Linked DNA regions of Rattus norvegicus: region 1 is linked to region 2. Evidence: chromatin contacts called from public Hi-C data. All regions are on one chromosome and are shown on one strand. The core of a region is the stretch at or near the end of the contact, and the rest is flanking DNA. Distances in the headings are between cores, read along the strand shown. Region 1 holds the start of Fbxo7 (F-box protein 7). Region 2 overlaps Syn3 (synapsin III).

Evidence for each region. Hi-C and Micro-C count contacts between places; a contact is called where the count stands out from the background.
Region 1: a Hi-C map of Schwann cells shows a contact between it and region 2, with 5 times the contacts expected there. The contact joins the promoter of Fbxo7 here to the enhancer-like site in region 2. A contact is called at or near these places in 2 of 12 Hi-C or Micro-C datasets (Schwann cells and kidney).

The regions. Positions count from the first base shown.
Region 1 is chr7:19,723,633-19,727,484 of GRCr8, reverse strand. Fbxo7 (F-box protein 7) reads left to right here and starts at 2,305. Exons shown (of 9, transcript NM_001012222.1): 1 at 2,305-2,459. The coding sequence starts at 2,338.
Region 2 is chr7:19,678,332-19,681,889 of GRCr8, reverse strand. Syn3 (synapsin III) reads right to left here. Exons shown (of 14, transcript NM_017109.2): 11 at 1,417-1,551; 12 at 738-825. Among named protein-coding and RNA genes, the nearest start is that of Fbxo7, 45 kb to the left of the region's middle. Within about 2 kb of position 1,684, at least 49 of the 93 cell types and tissues checked have an H3K27ac peak or open chromatin away from gene starts, as enhancers often do. A contact at or near this core is called in Schwann cells, where this site is marked.

The DNA.
Region 1 (3,852 bases), core at 1,056-3,555, 45 kb before region 2:
AGAGACTCCCCATAGGTTATGTGACTCTAGAGAAGACAGGGCCCAAACTTCCTTGGTCAGATTGCACTCCTAAAAACCCTTGATTGGGAGGTAAGGGGAGAAAACAGAATCTTTTGCAAGGTTGCCATTTTGTTGGTGCAGGGCATGGCAAAACCCACTAGGTATCCGATGGTAGCAGAGACGGGGTCAGCCTCTTTCCAGTCTTCTCTAGCAGTGGTAACAGCAATTTCCTCCAGTTTTCTCCAATCCCCCCACCCCCACCCCAGAACCCGATGGGGAGTTGCCCAGAGTCAATTTCTAGTGTTTAGAACTAAAGACCCCGATGTTGGAGACTCCCTCACAACCGTCCGGTGGCTTCTCATGCATTCTAGGATGTATCTCAAACTCTTTGCCTCGTTCATAAAAATTGGTTTTCTATTATGACCTGTCTCAAACCAATGGTGATCTGATTTATCAGCACTCATGCTTTTGGTTTGATATTCTTATACCGAAACGTTGGCTTGTAGCGAGAAATTAAAAGAAGTAAATATGTAACTTCTGAGGCTACGTCATAAAAGACTTCAGTTTGCTTTGGTTATGCTTGGGTTGCTTACTCTCAGGGAATCCAACTATCGTCCTGTTATGTGGACATTCAAGCAGATCTCTGGGGAAAAAAAAATCTGTGGCCGGTAGGGTGATATGTGTAGTAAATTCTGGCGGGAGACCCTGAGACAGAACTAACTACCTAACCACCCTACACCCAGGCTCCCAATCTACAGAATCTATGGGGCAACACATGTTTATCGATGCAGGCTAGTAAGCTTTGAAGGACATCAGATATGCGGCAAGAGGTTACTAATGCACCGTGCGACAACTGAAAGCTGTAACACGAAGGAGATAGAGGGGGTGGCTTCAAGTTTCTAAGAGCAGCGCCAAGGAAAAAATGCAGTAGGGATTGGTAATCCCACAGGAAAAAAGATCAGTCCTTCATGTCTGAGGAGAAAGACCATCAAACCCAGATCATCATGGCCATATTAATTAATGCAAGCTTATGTTTTGGTTTGTGAACATGGGCTGGACATAGGTAAGGTAAGGTTTTAATAGTTCAGGAGCAAGGGGGGTTTCCAGATGAGGATTTGGCAGGCGAATAGGCACTGATTACTGAAGCAGAACGCACGCACGCCAAGTTGGTCATGAAAACCTCTTGAAATGAAGACATGGTTTGCAAGGGGTTCACAGCGGGTTTGTCATAGCAACAGGTTGTCATAATAACCTTTTGTAATAAAGGCATGGGGCAGTACAGAGCCATTCGTAGTTATGTTTACAGGTGGGACATAGACCAATCCTTGAGAAGGAGAAATGTAATCATAAACAGGAATGGACCTAGTTTGCTTTTACTATAAGATGTCGTTTGAGCCTGAGATGAAGGCAGGCTGGTTTATCAAGATTTAACCTGGAAAGTGGAGAGCTATACTGTTGTGGCCTTCAAATCCATGGAGAGAGACCAAAGACTCAGGCTCAATTCAAATTTATATTAAGTGAGTTTATTCTTACTGCTAGCAGACGGCAGGCATCTTTAGAGCCAAAACAACATTCCATAGGGAGAAGGGGGGGGGCTAAGGATTAAGAGGGGGGTTTAAATTGGACATCAGAAAGGTGTATATTACAACTATTCACGAAATCCACAGCTGGGCAGGAAAACTGTTTTACTTTCCTCAATTGCTTCTTATCTTCCCTATGTAGTAATTAAAAGATCATTTCATCTGTTTCCCATAGCGATAGTGAGTTTTAAAGAAGCAAAGGCAGCTGTTAATACCTCACGGCCATTGTCCTATTCTTATCTCACCTGTAGGCCTCTAGGATCTCCCAGGCCGACAACAGCCCTTAAGGGATCCCTGGCTCCACATCCTTATCACCACAGGGGACCTATGTAAATTATAGGCAGGTCTGAGCACTAATGACCGGAATAGAACAGGCAAAACCAGGGCCATCAGGTTAGGGCGTCTGTCACGTCTGCACACTGTGGGCAGCGCTCGTTCCAGCGCTAAAGATCCTGCAAGCTGGGACCGAAAGAACGAACTCGCTCACCCGGGCGGAAGCGCACAGGGTGTAGCGTGGGCACTCGGCGCAAGGCAGCGAACTCAGCGCCTGCGCCGTGCGCGCCTCGCCCCCCAGGTGGCGCTGTCGCGCCCAGAGCCACCGATAGAGAAGCGCAGGCGCTCGGCACTCGGCTCGAGCAGAAGGCTCTAGGGGGCGTGGTGGAGAGAGCGGCGAGCTGGGATTCCTCAGGCGCGCAGGCCCGGAGCTACTTGCTTTCGGTTTCTCCCCGGGCCGACCGAGGCTTGCGGTCCGCTCACCATGAAGCTGCGCGTGCGGCTTCAAAAGCGGACCCAGCCGCTCGAGGTGCCGGAGTCGGAGCCGACGCTCGGGCAGCTGCGCGCGCACCTCATCCAGGACCTGCTGCCCACGTTGGGGTTCAGGTGAGCGGCGTCGCGGTCGCGGGGCTCGGGAATGGCGCGCGTCGGGCGGTCACATGAGGTCCGGGCCTCCGGGGCGTAGCTGGTCTAGACGCCTGTGACTGTGACGCTCGGCAGCTGAGTGCTGGCCGGGGTCTGGCTTTGGGAGACCATGGCCCAGCCTCCCCCTGGTGCCGCTGTCCACCATGGTGAGTAGTCACTTCCGGGTTGCTGTCACGGCCGCCCCGAGGGCGGGAGGGAAATTCGGGAAGCTTGGCTTGCGTTAAACCTCCCAGTGTAAACCCACTGTGGGTGGAATTTACCTTAGCGGTTAGGATACTTCAGTGGTTAAGTCGGGGAAAGCATCGTAGCTGAAGTGACAAACTTCTTGACATCCTACGTCGCTGTAATTTGTGCCACCGCCCAGGGCTACAGTAACAGGTGAGCGTGCATGTGCCAGACTGCACTTAACTGTAACTTTCTCACTGCAAGGTTTGGAAGTACGCATTCTTCGGGTCACTGGGCATTTTCTGGGTGAGAATGTTTGTTGCTTTTTCTCTAAAATAGAGGCTTGACCCTATAGAGCTTGCAGTTTTGTGGCAAGTTGAGAAAGGATTAGGTTCTATTACTAATTTATGGGGTTGCAGATGAAGCTTCTATGTTTCTGTAGAAGATATTTTCAGGACGTAGAGAGACAACTATATGGATGACCCATTTCAAGTGCTGAGCTAGAAATTTGAACTAGTGAAGAAAATAAAATTAGAAGATGGGCTCTGGTGCTTTTAAAGGGAAAAATGTTAAAAGAAAAACTCTTCCCGTTAATTGGCATTTTAAATAAGTCTTCCCCTTTTCACTTTATTTGTAGGGAATTAAGCAAAATGAAACTGATTAGATTGGTCACCCCCCCACCCCTCCCCATTAAGTAAGCCTGAGGTATACCTTTATTCTAGCGCTCTGGAGGAAGAGCTAGGTGTATCTTTGAGTTCATTCCGGACCAGCCAGTGTTACACAGTGAGACCCTGTCTAATAAAATAATGTTAGGCAAAATATTTTAAAAAGCCCTTTTTCACATTAAAAGAATTAAACAATGTATTCCCATATCGTATATTATATATATTTCCATATAATGGTGACCTACCTACATGTTACTCATTTGGTGTAAAACTGTTTTCTATGTTGATAACAATTGCCACTCCTCAGGCTTTGAGAATGCAATTTTTAAGGTATTTACAAATTGTATTACTTCTCAGTTAAGCTGGGCAGTTTTGAAAGGGTGTGAAACCCAGAAGCCCCTGTTAGTTTCTCTTGCCTGCTGTTTTCACAGTCGAGGTCGGTGTGAAAATCTGAAATTTTGCTCATTTGGGGTACAAAAGGGAAGCTTTAAAATGTGTCCATGTGACACACTTGTTGTTCTTAA
Region 2 (3,558 bases), core at 435-2,934:
TCATGGATCATAGCCCCTTGCGGGGGGGGGGGAGCAACCTTTTCACAGGGATCGCTCAAGACCATCAGAAAACTCAGATCATAATTTCATGGTTGAGAGTTAACACAACAGGAGGAACTGTATTAAAGGGTTGCTGCATCTGGAAGGTTGAGAGCCACTGGGCTAGACTGTCTCCAGCAACCCACTGTTATTGATTTAATTAGTTAGCTGCTCTGTGTATGTGTGTACACGTGGAGGTCAGAGGACACTGAGTGTCTTCCTCTCTTGCTTCCTACCTTACTCCCTCTAGACCAGTGGCTCTCGACCTTCCTGATGCTGCCACCCCTTAATCTAGTTCCTCAGGGTTCGGTGACCACCCAACCACAAAATTCTTTTTGTTGCTACTTTATAGCCGTAATTTTGCTACTATTATGATTCATAATGTATGTGTCTGATATGCAGGATATCTGACATGCAACCCCAGAGGGGTTGAGAACCACTGCTTTGGACAGCATCTCTTATTGAGCTAAACTAACTGGTCAGCCAGTTCCCAGGAACTGCCTGTCCCTCCCTTCCCCCAGTGTTGTAAATACAGACATGTTTGGCTATGTCCAGCTTGTTACTTGTGTGATGGGGATTTGAACTCATGTTGTCATGCTCGCACAGAATGTGTTCTTATCACTGAGACACCTCACAGTCCTCTGCACTGCATTTCAGTTTCATTGATACAGTGTTTCTCAGTGGCTGCCCCATCTTACCTTGTGGAGGTGGCCTTGGCTGGGGCTGTCCGAGCAGAGGTCCTAGCTGGCCTTGCCCTGGAGATTTTGCAGATTTAGTCTGTGGACCCTAGAGTAAGAGAAGAGGAAGGAAGCCCCTGGCTACAGTAATTCTGGTAGGAGGCAAAGCCTTAGATACATCTTTATTTTAAAAATCACTGATGTAAAGTACACAATGCATGATTCTTCAGTGTACCTCCTGATAGGTTTTTAGGATAGCCACGGAAGATGCTGCAAATGCCTCCTGGCTCCTAGAAGCCCCTTGAGTTCAACTACTATTCCTGTGTGTATGAAGAGATGGGTTTCTGTGGGATAAGTAGGGGTTGGTGTTGGGGGAAAGATTTGAAACTTGCTTTCCCAGAAGGCTGACGATTGCTGGGTCGGGGGATGGGAAGCCTGAGACACAATAGTTTCTATTGTCCTGTGCACTGGGAACATAGGGCATCTGTGTGCCTGGATTCTTTCACACATCTCCATTCAGATCCAACATGGAGACAGAGAGATGAACATTGCCATCAATCAATCCAAAGATGATGGGACAGGAGTTTTCTTTCTAGGAGAGATGAGCAAGAAAGGGTCCCTGCAAGGCCCTTGCCAGCCTCTGTCCCCACCCCCTTCTCCTATAGGATGCCTGCCTGGGGTTATCTCAAGAAAACCTTACCCAAGGTCTCAGGGGGGAGGGCACCGAGGCCCCTGGCACCAGGAGTTGGCTCATCTTGGAAACAACAAGGTCAGCCATTAACTGCTTGTCCTCCTCCACATGTTCTCCAATCAGTGGCATTGAACTGTCCATGACCTGGTGTGGGGGAGGAGAGGAGGTTGAAGAACCCTGAAGTTGGCTTTTTATTTCTGGAGTGTTGACACTGCGCTCAAGGCAGAATGACCACTAGATGGCAATGTTCTCCATGCAACGCACCCAGCTGGGCACTTCCTGCTGTCTGGGCTCCCAGCAGACACGCAGTTCTCTCTAGTTCCTTGTGAAGGGCTCCCTGGATTCAGTTCCACTCAGCCTCCACACCCTGGAGTCCAGCAACGTGACCAGGGCTGGGGAGCACGTGTTGACCTTCTCTGTACTCTGGGGCGTCAGTCTCTGCCCCCTCATTTCCCACCCTCTCGTTTCCCACTCCACTGTCCTCCCAGAGCTGGGGCTGGCCCTCTCTCTTCTGGCCCAAGGTTAAAGATGTCCTCAGAGCTGGGAACTGGTGGGGGCTCAATTAGAACAACAACTAACAATTTGACACAGGCTGGAAGTGACCCAGGGTTAACAGAGAAGACAAAAGAGGAAAAACATTGTTCTGGGGGCTCCCAGCTGGACACAGACCTAAAATGAAACTCTCCTTGGGAACCAGGCTGTCCTTAAGGAAGAAGGGGCTGCATTTTGGGAAGTCACGTTGGCCCAGTCTACTTTTGTAGTAGATGGGGAAACTGAGGCGCAGAGGTGTGAGTCAGTGTGCCAGGTGATCACGAGGTACAGGCAGCTGATGGTCTTAAGGGGACATAAAGTCTTGGTGGACTTGGGACAGAGCTGTGTTTGTCACCTCTTTCCTCTACCGTTGGAATTCAGCCTTCCCCTGTCTGTCACCTGATTCACCCTGCCAAACCCTGGCCCTTCGCCCAGCTCTGGGGTAATCGGATATTCTTACTTCCAGACCCTGTACCTAGCTCTCTCTGCCCACTCCTCACCTGGCTAACTCCTCACTCAACACGAAACATCTAGTCCACCCTTCCTCCAGAAACCCTTCAGGACCACACCCGTTCCTAGGAGCCCCTCTGTGACCATGTCTTTGCTGAGCTCACTCAACTGACCCACTGGAGAGCTTAGTCCCAGAATTATCATAAAGTCAGAGTGGCCAGTGTCCTGGGGGAACTATGGGTGGGGGGAGGTCCTTGCAGTAAACTCTGTTTACCATGGGAAGGCCTTGACAGTACAGGGTCACTGAGCGCTGGTGCGATACGGGACACTATTCTAAGACCCAGGTATCGATGATGCCAGTGCTGTCACTTTGCAGGGCTGGGAATGTGACGACAGTGCTCACCTCGCATACCTGGGGCCTTGGCTTCCACCCCCAGCACCTATGATTCCAGCATTCAGGAGGCAGAGGCAAGGGCAACAAAAGTTCAAGGTCTTCCTACATATTGAATTTGAGGGTAGCCTGGGCTACACGGGGACCTATCTTAGAATGAGCCTTCAAGGCAGGTTCTACGATTACATGGTTTCCTCGTCAGGGCTGAGGAAACGGATGGAGAGTTCTATAGCTGCAGGGGCCTCCTAACCAAGCACCAGGCAGATGAGGCGGCCAGGGTTCCAGGCCTATGTTCTGCTATGGACTTGCTTAGGGGAAGTCTCTTGTCTTTTCTGGGTCTATTTTTGGTCGACCAAACTAAGGGTTCAGGCAGCTGCTAAGGCCCACTTGGCTGTGACTTTCAGGGGACCGTGAGTCACGCACCTGGAGTGCCTGAAAATTAAACTGGAGTGTGGGTATGGGTCCCAGAAAGGCTGTACACTGTCCCCAAATGGAGCTCTCTGGGGTCCCAGGCAGTCTCCAGCGGCAGTTACAAGAGTCTGTCCCCAGTGCTCCTGGGCTCCCAGCACCCTGCCAGTCTCTCCTCCAATCTTACCCATTGCCTTCTGCCCTGGATTGTTCCCCGCATTCTCTGTGGTGGAAAATGGCCGCTACAAGGAGCCTGAGGTCAAGTACTGGAATCTCCACGGTGGACACAGACAAAGGAAGTGGATATTCACTCTCCCCAGGGAAACATTTTTTCCCAGTGAGCAAGGTCATCCCCTGGGCCAGGTCAGAGA